3 separate regions of the Sus scrofa genome follow, and all the other regions are linked to region 3. Evidence: chromatin contacts called from public HiChIP or PLAC-seq and promoter capture Hi-C data. All regions are on one chromosome and are shown on one strand. The core of a region is the stretch at or near the end of the contact, and the rest is flanking DNA. Distances in the headings are between cores, read along the strand shown.

Region 1 (4,200 bases), core at 857-3,356, 1.4 Mb after region 3:
GATACCAACTCTCACACCCACGAGAGTGACAACTATCAAAAAAAAGTGTTGGTGACACGTGGAAAAATCTGAACCCTTATTCACTGTTGGTGGAAATACAAAATGGCACAGGGGCCATAAAAAAAAAAGTGTGGCAGTTCCCCTAAAAAATTGAAAATAGAATTCTATATATATATCTAGCAATTCCATTTCTGGGTATACTCCCCCCAAAACTGAAATCTGCATCTGAAGAGAGATTTTTATATCTGTGTTCAGAGCAGCATTATTCACAGAGATAACTCAAACGTGGAGGCAACCCAAATTTCCACCAACAAACGAATGGATAAGCAAAATGTGGAATACACACACACGGAAATGTAATTTTGTTGCCTTAAAACGGAAGGAAATTCTGCAACACACAACTACATGGGTGAACTTGAGGACATTATGCTAAGTGAAATAAGCCACTCACATAAAAGACAAAAACTGATTCCACTTATGAGATCCTTAGTAGTCAAAATCATAAAGATATCAAGAACAGCAGTGCTTGACAGGGGCTGGGGGGAGACACTTTATACCACTCTTTGATTCAATGTTGAGCCATTTAACTGGTTACCTCTTCGGAAACTAAATAAATGGACAAAAAAATGTTGGTGGCATTTGCAAAGAAATTAATAAATGCGAAGATAACTATTACTAAATGTTAACAGGTGTTGTTTGGGAGAATCTATCTTTTACGAAACTCTTGGCATTTACTACCTAAAAAAGAAAGAACCTAAATCCAGCAGAAACAGGAAAAACAACAGGTGAGTCATGTTCATTTAGGAACTATTCTCTTCAACAGCAGGTTTATTGCCAACCACAGGTAAGTTCTTCCTCATGATTTTTACATTCTTCTTCTACCGCCCAATCGCAAAAATTACTGTTGCCAAAGTTAAATAGAGACTGTAACGGAATGACTATTTCCTGAACCTATTAAAAGGCATTTCCTTATTTTTATTTCGCAGCAAAAACCACATGATCCGTAATATTTACTCGCCATTTAAAGTTTATAAAGTACGGTGGCCACAGGGAAAATGGGAAAAACAAAACATTCTTACTGTTTGTCCTCAACCTCAGATTTTTAAAAATTACAGAATGGACAAATTTTAAAGTAATCACATATATAGTTGAGATAGAAATTACCAGCCTGCGATTGTTTTACCACATAATTTCCTTTTTTTAACCAATTATTTCCTTTGAAACAACTGGGTGTTATGAGTTTGGTGAACTACATATACTAAGAGCTGTGTATGGTGGAAAAAACAACAGTACACAAGTTATGCAGACACTACATACAGACTAGATAAAGCTAGACACTTCTTTTTAGAAGTTGGCACATTATAAGGCTCCATGACTCAATCCATTTTGGTGATAAAGGCAAACTTTCCATATCCTTTGGGCTCTGCTCTCACATCATTACAAGGAAATCCTGAAACGAAAGCTTTGAGTCACGAGCCCTCAAGGGACGTTTCCTTCGCAGCCGCGGAGCGGGAACCGCGGCTCCTTCCTCCAGCTTGTCCAGAAACCCGGCCCCGAGCAGCCTCCCCACCCCCACCCCCCCCCCACACAAAGTCAAGGCTTCACCCCAAGAGGACGCCTCCTACCTCCCGCCAGACAGGACGCTGCGGTGAGGTCGCCGAGAAAGAGCCCGGGGACGCGGCGCCCGGACGACCCGGAGACCGGAGCCGCCGCTGTCCCCTCACCGCCCGGGCCGCCTCCGGGAGGAACAAAAAGAGTCGAGGCGGCCGCGGGTGGGGGGCTGCGGGCCGACCACGGGCTCCGTCCTGGCCCCGGCCCCCAGTCCGCAGGGTCGCCGGCAGCCAAGGGAGCCGCTCGCGCAAACTTTCGCCCCGGGCCGCGGGCGCCGGGAGGGGCGCGGAGACCACCGACGACAGGGCGTCGCCGTCGACGCGAGTAGCTGCGCCGAGACGCCCCTCCACTAAGCGGCCCGGGGACTCTGCCCCTCCGGTTCCGTCCCCGAGCCCGGGACGCCGAGGGTGCGCCCCTCTTTCCCCCTGGTGCTCACCCCGGCCGTAGGTACCTGATCGCCGCCGCCGCCTCCGGTCACTGACTCGGACTTCCGAGACCCGGAGCGAGGAAGGCGGCGCGCGCCCGAGGACCGCCTGTGAGGCGCGTCACCGCGCCGCTCCCCCCTTCCGCTTGCGCAGGCGCGCAACGCTCTGTCAGGTGACCCCGTCGCCAGGGTAACAGGGCGCGGGCGGCTCAGCGGCCCCCACTATTGCAGAGATTGGGGATGTAGAGCCCCCCCTTCCCCCAGCCAACCTGCTCCCCTCTCTGGGCACTTCGTGACCAGCGACGCCACTCTTCGTCTGCCTCATTCATGATGGTTCCCATCACCTCGAACACAGGGAGCCCCGAAACCCTAGCCTTTGGCGATTTCTTGGCCAGCCTTGGACTTCTACCACCGTGGTCATATTCATCACCACCCTCTCGGTTGACCGCTCTACCTACAGGCTCTGAAGCCTTCCTCTCTCTAACCCTTCCCAACCCCTGCCCTCTTTGTGTTACAACTTGTTTGACTTTTTTTACCCTCTGCCCGTCTGAGCTAAAGTTCACGGGTTGTTGAGGGTTATGTGAGGTAGTGCACAATAGCTGTGTCCTAACACAAAAAGTGAAAAACTGTTTCTTAAGGGCTATGTTCCAGAAGATGTCCTAAGAACTTGATGTATACAGTAGTCTTATTTGATCCTTACGTCTATCTGAGATATTCTTGCTGTGTTTGGTTTGTTTGGTTTTTTTTTTTTTTTAACAACTGCAGGTACTGGCTTGTGAACTTCCCCAGGCCAGAGGTAGGATCACAGCTGCAGCTGCAGGCCTGCACCACAACCAGGGCAACACCGGTTTCAAGGCTCACCTGTGACCTACAGCTTGCAGCAACTGCTGGATCCTTAACCCACTGAGCGAGGCCAGGGATCAAACCTGCATCCTCAGAGACAAGGCTGGGTCCTTAACCAGCTGAGGCAAAACAGAACACTGAGGCAACATCTTTAGCTTGTGAAGACACTGAGGCACACTTTACCTAAATTTTCCATACTTACCATGGAGTAACAGAGCACTTGACAAAATAGCATTTATTACCTTAGAAGCATTTTATTTCTAGCTAAATTATTTAGTACACAATAACCTAATCTGGGGCAAAACTAGTAAAAGTCTGAGCATAAAAGAGGTGACAAGTATGTAATATGTAGACTGTGCCCTCAGAGTCTGAGGTCTAGGTGATAAAATAGATATTTAATTGGATTGGGAAGGAAGAAATAAAACTAGTTTTGTTCACAGGTGGCATGGGTTATATAGAAAGTCCCAAAGAATTGGCCAAAAAAAAAAAAAGTGGTTATAGCAAGGTAGCAGAATTCAAGTTTAACATATGAGCCAATTGTTTTCTTATATAACAGTAGTAAACAATTAGAATTTGAAATTAAAGGCACAATATCACTCATACTGGCACCAAAAAATGGAATAAAATAATTAGGTATAACTGACAAAAAATGCACAAAATCTATGTGAGGATAAGTATAAACATTCTAATGAAAGAAACCATAGTATTATACTAATAAATGTAATGATAGCCCATGTTCTTGGATAGGAAGACACATTATTGTCTTATATCAGTTTTTCCCAATTTGATACATTTGGCACAATCTCAGTCGAAATCCCAGCAAATTATTTTTGAATCCTAACAAACTGACTAAAAAGTTTTTACAGAATACAAAAGGCTCAGAGAGCCAACACAAAATGGAAGAAGGGGAACAAAGTCATGGGCCTGACTCTGCCCAGCATCAAAACCTACTATAAAGCTAGAGAAATCAGACAATGTGGGATTGGCAAAAGACTAGAAAAATAAATCAATGGAACAGGATACAGAGCCCAGAAATAGACATGCACAAATATATTCAACAGATCTCTGACTAAAGAGCAAAGGCATTTAATGGGTAGTCTTTTTTTTTTTTTTTTTTTTTTTTTTAAGGGCCACGCCTGTGGCATTTGGAAGTTCCCAGGCTAGGGGCTGAAGCAGACCTGCAGCTGCCAGCCACAGCTATGTAGGATCCCAGACACATCTTCGACCTATACCAAAGCTTATAGCAACGCTGGATCCTTAACTGACTGAGTGATGCCAGGGATTGAACCCTCATCCTCATGGATACTAGTCTTAACCCACTG
Region 2 (4,298 bases), core at 1,054-3,553, 2.0 Mb before region 3:
ACTTACCTTAAAGCAGGTAACACAAAACACTTAGCATTTCAAATAGCCTTGCAAAGTGCCACCTCCCCACAGATCTAGGATAAAATAATTTATGCTAGGCAATAATGACCACAGATTTTACGTATGTCCAAGTCTATCTATACACTTCCTAATGGGCAGACTAGCAAAAAAGAAACTAATGGATCATTCTTCTTAAATTTACAAATAAACTTTTAAAAACTCTCTTAAAATAAATCAACAACATCAAATTTAAATTTATGCTAACACAGGAAATAATTCTAAAATTAAAATTAAACCCTAAAAGTTAAAGTTTCTATGTCCATATACATCTTTAACCAAAGCAATGAATTTGTTACCTAATACAGTGCCATCTATCTAGCATGTAAAAATTCTCAAGATTGTACAACTCAAAGAAAATTAACTGAGCTGTGTATACAGAACTCATTCCTTTCAAACTTGCAAAAGCTAATAAAACCCCTAAGAATATAAAGAACACCAATAAAGACATTGAACTTTATCTAAAAAACTACTGTAAGTCCCATTTTGTAGATAATATTGTGCTACAGAAATAAAAAACAGGAAGCATAATCCTATTTAGTCTAATTTCTAGCCCTAATACAAAATGTAATCAATATATAATTCACTGTAATGTTCGTTAATTGGCACTGTTCCAAGAAAACAGTTACTGTTCTATACTTACTAATGTCACATGATTAATGTCAGTTCCAGTCAGCTGACTGTATTGTTCCATACTAATAAGTACAAAATACTCATTTTTTTTTTAAATGCTTGACTTTCAATAGTACTTGTCTTCTAAATAAAGAGTAAATCATAGAATCCTGGCAGGGACCTCACAAATTATTTCCTTCCCAGTCCTTTCTAAAATACCGTATTGACTGGTCAAACCTTGCAGGTCTACAGGGCAAGATAACATGCCTCTTCAATTTTAATCTCTAACTGGTTACTGCCTCAATGTGACTGACTTCAATAGAACCAGCGATTAACAGTACAATTTTTCACTAATGCCACATAGTCTAGTATGCGGGCTGCATGTTACAGTGTAACCCAGATGTGTTGAAGAAAATGTCCACTGATCTACAAACATTTGCAGAATTTTGGCAGAAGTTACATAATACAAACTGTAAAAATGAAGAAATACCACTACATGCATAACAATACTTTCTTAAGTGAAATACAACTAATAAAACTGTTTCTGGTATCACTCTGGTTTCTATAAAAGTGGCTTCCAAGAAAGGAGCTACCAAACTTTCGGAGAGCATTTGGCTGCCTTAGCCTACGTTGGGGAGGAAGAGGGGAAGGAGCAAAAACAAACAAAAAGCCCTTCACGTAGTTTAAAAGTACCATTAAACCAACGATGAGAAATAAGATAAAATATATCTGAACTCACCTTTATTTCCTTGCCCTTTAGGTCTCTGTGTAGCAAGATGAAAGGTGTGGTAATGAGAAGGGGGGGAAAAAAGGAAGAGAGGGAAAATGTGTTAATCAAAGACGTTATCAGAGTCAGTTATTTTAAACAATCCGCGTAGGAGTAAAACCCACCACATCCTCCATAGCCACCCATTTCCCAACCATCCCGGTCGTTAAACCTCCTACCCGCCTCTCAGAATCCGTCTCCCAGAGCTCGCCTGGTCTCAGCCCCGCGTCTGCCGCCCTCAGGACGCGTCCTAAGGCCCCGGAAAGCGGTTCTGCCCCCACCCAGCGCGGCCCCGCGGCCGCCCGCCTGGGCCGCAGGCTCCGGGGCCAGGGCGCACGCCCCGGCCCGGGCGGCGGGACCGCAGCAACTTGCGCCCGGGCACCGTTAGGGGCCGGCAGCGGCGGCGACGGGGAGGAGCCGAAGCCCCACGCGAGGGTGGAGCTCCGGGGCTCGGGCCTTCGCCGAGCCTGCGGCCTCTGCTCCCTCACCTGATCCACGCTAGTGGCTGACATTCTTCACCGCAACCCGAGAGCTGCTGCTGCTACCGCCGCCGCCGCCGCCGCCTGGGCCTCTCCCCGTGCACTCACAGCAGTTGGCTGCCGCCCTCGGCCGAGTGACCCTTCCAGCCGCCGCCGCCGCTGGCGCTCGCTGAGAAGCCAGAAAGAGGGCCTCGCGCTCGGGAGTCGGTGGAAGGGGCCCGTCTCTTCCGCCTGCACGCTCCTCTTCCCCCTCGCTCTCCGCTTCTCGGGTCCACAATGGCGGACAGGCTCCCTAGTCTCACTTCCGCTCCGAGCCTCCCTGACCTTCCGCTCTCCACTCTGACGTCCGCGCTCACCTCGCTCTTCCTCCCCCACCCTCCCGCCACCAACCTTGGCTCCGCCTCCCCATCGCCACGTCATTGGCGCCGGCCCCGCGCGCTGGTGTGCAAGCGCCGCGGAGGGAGCGCGTCGGGGCAGCGGAGAGCGCCCACCTCCAGCGGTTCTGCCGGACCTTTCTTCTGCACGGCTCGCAGGCTGCAGGCGCCCCGTCGACCGGCGGCCTCGGGCACCCGGGCACGCTCCGGAGTCCGTCCTTTTGAAGTAGGACGTGGGCCTGGGCTGTCGAGCCGGCGGCGGAGTCAACGTTGGCCGCTCAAAACGCTGCAGCCTCAGGCGCAGCCGCCCAGGTGAGCGAACATAAGTGGCCGGGCCTGCACCGCAGCCTCCCGAGGCCTCCCAAAGCCGCGTGGGCGGCGGCATGAGTCAGCCGCCCTAGGGACAGCTGCCGGGCGGACCGCTAGCCTACCTGGGCAGCGAAAGTGGCTAGGGTTAGAGCCCTGGGCATCGACACTTAAAAGCACCTTGGAGGTTCGCCGGCAAGTGTTCGTTCTCTCCATACTCCAGGAGCAGGAGAGGGGATAACTGACAATTCATCGGTAACCTCGAAGTCAGACTTGGTCCTCCCCTGATGCTGACTTTAATGAAAGAATAAAGTTACCTTTGGAAAGGTAAGCAAAGTTGCAGGCCGTTTTTCAGTCCTAGAAAGGAGAGACGTTTAAAATTTAAGTAGAAACGGGAAAGTTATTTTTCTGCAACTGGCAAAACTGAAGGAACCGATTTGGAACATTTTGAACTTTTTGTTGAAGTGACATCAGAAAGTGTAAAATTGCTAAGTTATAGGATTTTGTATTTAACAATGCAACAGTATTTTAGCAGCACTGAATAATAAAAGTGAATCGTGTCCACTGTTTCAAGAGGCATTTCTTTTTCAGGCCTGCTCATTTTCCCAGGCTCTCCCATTTTGCCACACATCCCAGGGCCTCTGCCTGAGTCTTAGCTAAGGCTGACAGCTTTTGCAATTTCCCAGAACTCCCCCACCCCCCTTCAGCTGTTGCACTTGATCTCTTTCGTCTGCCCATCCTCCACTCGGAACAGACCTTTTTTTTCCTCTTTGGCCCCCTTGTGACATATGGAGTTCCTAGGCCAGGGATCAGGTCTCAGCCACAGTTTTGACCACAGCTGTGGCAGTGCCAGACCCTTAGCCCACTGGGCTGGGCCAGGATTCAAACCTACGTCCCAGCCCTCCCAAGATGATGCTAATCCCTTTATGCCACACGGGAACTCCCAGATCTTTTTAGTTTGAGAGTTGGCTGCTATAATACATGTATGAGTAGGAAGATTGGGGGCATAGAGGAAGACTCTTATGAAATCTTACAGGTCTTGTCTTTGGTACTCAATTATCTTAGTTAAAAAGCATGGCTCTGGAATCCAATCCAATCTAATTTGCTGCAGTAGTTGTGTAACTTTGGGAAGTCACTGAACCTTTTTAAGCCTTAGTTTTCTCATGACTAAAGTAAGATCATATATGTACAATTCCTGGCAAAGTGTAAGCTTTCAACAGAAGTGGCCATACAAAGCCAATTTCTGGTTCCTTTGCTGAATGATTTCCAGAATGGTAGTAGAAGCCTACATTTAGTCATCATATGTCAGGTACTGTAAAAATCATTAAAATCCTCAGAGCATGATACTGTGTTAAGTGCTGTTACCAAAACTGACAGTGAAGTTAAGAAAAGTGCCCAAAACAACACAACCAATTCCTGACAGTCAGGTTTTGAACACAGGCAGGTTGGCTCCAGAGCTTGTACTATAGCCATGTACCTAATGACATGATAGTCTGGTGAGTTTTAGTTCTTTCATACCTGCCTCCCAGCAAACTCCTTCCATGTTATCCTTCCTACCATTGAGATCTGAACTTGCAGAATGGAGCACTAACTACCTTGAGATGTAAACCCATTTAATATTAAATATTTTTAAAGGTACATCTGGGAACTATTTCACATCATCTCCACTGCCTCCAGAAGTGTGCAGGTGACATTTTAGAACCT
Region 3 (4,122 bases), core at 118-2,617:
ACAAGTCTTAGTTTTATTATTAGATGAAAAGCAATGCCAGAAATCACAGATATTAAAAATATATTTTCAATGATTTTTATTACTTTATCGTGAAATGCATTGGGATGTTATTTTAAGTGAGAATAACTGAATTCTTTCTGCTTTAAATGGACATCAGGTCACCTGAACACTGGCAGTTGTGAGCCTGGATCTGAGGTATCAGAAAAAAAATCTGTGTCCCCAGCAGATACACCGACACACGCTCATTAGCAAACACCCAGGGCAATGAACGACCTTGCATTACTATCAAATAATCCTAGTTCACACACGGCAAAAGTCGACAGAACTCTTTCACGCTTTAATGACCTCGAAAGGGATCCCCCAGGTGTCAAGTAATGGAATGTGACTTATCCTGATTTACGCGTTGATAGGAATAAGAATACACACATACATACATATATATATAATTGTTTTTTAAGGCTCCCGTCTCTCTCTCAGCTGGCTTTCCCATACCAGGGAGCGCATTGCCCAGGCCTGGGCAAATGCGTGGTGGAAGGTGGGACGGGTCAGGAAACCCAAGACCCTCCTCCCATCATCACCTTCTGCTCTCCTCTGCCCCCTTTCCCTTTCTCGAAGGCGGCGGAGAGGCCCAAGGTGAGGGGCCTTGGCCAGGGAGTGTAATCATCTGAGTCAGGCTCTGGCGGCCCCGGACTAGGTCGGCCCTCCTGTCATACACTCCGTAGGCCGCGCGTCGAAACGGCTGCTGCGGTCCCCAGGTGCGCAGGGCCGGCCGGGCTGGGGGTCTGCGGGCCAGGCCCGGCCAGGCCGCGGCCGCTCGCAGTGCCCACGTCACCAGCTCCAGCACTGCGGAAATGGAGCTGCGCGGCCGGCGGGGAGGCGCCCGGCCGCGTCGGCGCCCGCGCCGCGGCCAGACGTCGTTTGCCCCTGAGCCCCGGCCCGGAGGCCGCCGCCACCCGCCCGGATGCGCCCGGGGCCTCACCTGTGTCGCCGATGATGATGTACTTGAAGAGATAGGCGTACGCCATGGCCGCGGCCGCTTGGTGCCAGGGCACACGGCTCCTCCTCCTGCTACTGCTCCTCCTCCTCCGCGCCCCTCACCCCGGCGCCGCTCGGCCTTGAAACGCCAGGCCCCGCCCGCCGCAGCCGCCGCCGTCGCCGTCAGCCGTGGGGAGCGAGGTGCCGAGAGGAAGCGGGACGAACCGACAGGCGAGAGGGGCCGAGCTGAAGCGCGACAAACCGATACCCACGGAGACCAGGGAGACAGCGCCCGGCCCAGCTCAGTCGAACAATAACAGCCTTCGCGGCGCCTCCGCCCCGCCTCCGCGCCGACCCGGAAGTGCTGCAGCCGCCGGCGCCGCCGGGGGAAAGGGGAGGAGCACCGCACGCCGGCCGCACCCCGCCCCGCCGGCCGGAGCCCCGCCCCCCCGGAGCCCCGCCCAGGGCCGCGCTTGCCGCGCCCGACCGCCCCGTCCGCCCCGAGCCGGGCGAGGCCGGGCGTTTGTCGTTCTCCGGCACTTTTGAACGGGAGACCGCGGCGGCTGGGAGACGCTGGGGGAGGGGAGGGGACGTGCGGCTCCGTCGCTGCGGCGCGCGCGGTGCCGCGTTCTTCCGCCCTGCGGTGGGGACGCAGGGCACGTGGTGGGAAGCGGGCTGTCGCGTTAGGCGCAGGGCCTGCCCCGGGCTGGTGAGAGATGTTAGGAAAGGATCCGGCCGCTCGGGGCGGGGTTGGAGGGCGAAAGTATTTATGCGCTGCTGGACAGGACTTTGACAGTGAAAATGGAAGTATTTGTAAATTTGAAACCGTAAATCGGGGAATGTGCGGTGAACCATGGTATGCCCCTGTGGTGGAATACTACGCTGTCTTAGTTTTTTTAGAAAAAGCCTGACTTAAGAACAAGGCATAGGACTTATATATTTATGTTTTATGCATTATTTATGTTATAAGTATTATCAATATACAGTTGTCTAATATGTATAAGTGACAGAATATATATTGTACATTTATAAGCAACATTTTTTATAGCAATATAAATAATTTTTTTACTGTTTTGTAGAAAAATAAGAGCTGCACTTAAAATACCCATATGTACTTAATCGGAAAGGATACTACTGGCACCACGGGAAGGTGGGGGGGTATGGAATTGGAGGAAAGATCTACTTTCCACTGATGTTTTGAGTGCAGTTTGAAATTTTTGCAGTATTTATGAATTATCTGTTGAAAAATGCCTTAAAAGGGAAAAAACAAAGTAACTTATTTGTTCATTCCAATAACACTGAGTACGTACTCTTTCCTGCACTGCTAGGCACTAGAACTAAAGGCAGACCCTGTTCAAAAGGAGCACTGATTTGGGAATGAGGTGGAGGACAGAGTTAGTTTTAAGTGTCAGGATAGGTTACCAAGAGAATAGGATGTCTGAACCAGAAATATGAAGGATGAGTAAGTGTTTGTCAAAAGGACAAAAAGTAGGGGATGAGAAATGAAGTCAAGTCACAAGGAACCATGTGCAAAGTTCCTGGATCTGTTAAGGGAATTTCAGATTGCACAAGGAAGTGCATCTGCTAACCCATGGCCTCTGCTGTTGGCAGTGGAAGGAGAGTCAGTGCTAGGACAGAAGGGACTGGGATTTAGTGGCTCAGATTCCTGTTGCCCAATATTTTCCTTTCCCTTTTGGAATCTGTCATTCTACCGACCCCTCTGTGCTGGTCTGGCAGTGGTTGGTTGCTGCATAATTTGAATGGCGTTTCCAAATGTCAACTCAGGCTTTTGTGTTTTTATTTTTTTAAGTGTTTGGAGGGGATTTTCAGATAGCAGACGAAAGCTTGACATGAGAAATTACCTGGAATTGTATCATCTGGCTCACTCATCTTTAGTTTGGGAGAGAAGAGGTTCCTGCTCAAGACCTCCAATGTTCCAAAGGCCATTTTGTCCCTCCTCTCCGAGTGCTTTCCCTCACGTCTTTCCTAGTGATAGATGTCCAGAAAGTCCCCACCTTCCAGAAGAAACTCAGTTCCATATTATTCTCAGAGGTATGTCCTCTACCCATAGCCTGAGCAAGGCATCTCTATGAGGATGTTATGTGAAAGCCTAGCATCCTTACAATCAGATCTATTTCTATATTGTTAGCAGAGGTGAGCAGTGGGGGTCGTCCCTGATGCCAGGTCATGCGAGGCCCTGTAGCTGTGTCAGTATGCGCGCAGAACTTTACCCAGGGAACACATGAGAAACTGTGAAGAGAAAGGTCAGAATTGCACATGTTAAAAAAAATCATAGAAATGGATATGTATGGAGCTACAGAGGCCATGCGGTGCCAAGAAAAGAATTTAGGAAATCTGCTTTTGACCTTGGTCTTACCACAAACTGATTGGATCATTGTGACAAATGTTTGGCCTCTTAGAGCTGAGATGCACTCATGTAAAGCCAAGGAGTTAAGTGTTACCAGAAGGGTCTGTCCCAGATCTAAAGTCCTTTAATTTTAAGTCTTTCCACCTCCAGATTGAAAGCACCTGTAAAGCAGATCAGGGCTACAGGAGTCAAGTGTATATTGTTCTTACACAGAACTGAAAGGCATTACTTAGTGCACAAGAATTGTAATGATCAGCAGTTTTGAAAAGAGCAAGGACTGGATTTTCAAGTCCCTCCATGAGCCTCGGTTCCCTTGTCTGAAAATGTAGGGAATAACTGCCTCACAAAGTCAGTTTAGGATCAAATGAGATAATGTATATGAAGACATTGTGTAAGTTATGAAAAATTATACTTAACACATGAAATTCTTTAGTGCTCCAAAATTTAAAAAAAAAAAATTGCCCTGAGTGAATAAAGGCCTGATCACTATACAAATTCATGTTTAAAAATCAGCTCCATACTTGTTGCTATTTTATCTCTATATTTTTTCTACATGTAATTCATAGTATTTTGTTATATTTTCTCTAAGCCCATATGCTAAATTAAATTCTCTTTGAAACCATGCAGGGTATAAATAAAAACCACACAAACTTCATTTTAAACATTTTATTTAGCACCCACAATCCAAAAACGTTTTTCCAAAAAAATCCCTTAGTCAAAAATGACGGAAATAAATCTCTTTTCCCTTATTATTATGGACTGCTTCCTGGGATTCTCAT

The links. Promoter capture Hi-C pulls out the DNA fragments that hold promoters and counts their contacts. HiChIP or PLAC-seq counts read pairs in DNA pulled down with a chosen protein or histone mark.
Region 1: a contact with region 3 is called in an H3K27ac HiChIP or PLAC-seq map of alveolar macrophages. The contact joins the promoter of SDCBP here to the promoter of RAB2A in region 3. A contact is called at or near these places in 1 of 5 promoter capture datasets (liver) and 1 of 2 datasets of contacts at active chromatin or transcription factors (alveolar macrophages).
Region 2: a contact with region 3 is called in a promoter capture Hi-C map of liver, with 3 times the contacts expected there. The contact joins the promoter of YTHDF3 here to the promoter of RAB2A in region 3. A contact is called at or near these places in 1 of 5 promoter capture datasets (liver) and 1 of 2 datasets of contacts at active chromatin or transcription factors (alveolar macrophages).

The regions. Positions count from the first base shown.
Region 1 is chr4:74,326,451-74,330,650 of Sscrofa11.1, forward strand. It overlaps SDCBP (syndecan binding protein), which reads right to left and starts at 2,107. Exons shown (of 9, transcript NM_001244414.2): 1 at 2,048-2,107.
Region 2 is chr4:70,926,536-70,930,833 of Sscrofa11.1, forward strand. YTHDF3 (YTH domain-containing family protein 3) reads right to left here and starts at 2,304. Exons shown (of 5, transcript XM_021089306.1): 1 at 1,924-2,304; 2 at 1,409-1,433. The coding sequence starts at 1,947.
Region 3 is chr4:72,880,816-72,884,937 of Sscrofa11.1, forward strand. RAB2A (ras-related protein Rab-2A) reads right to left here and starts at 1,368. Exons shown (of 8, transcript XM_001926704.6): 1 at 980-1,368. The coding sequence starts at 1,025.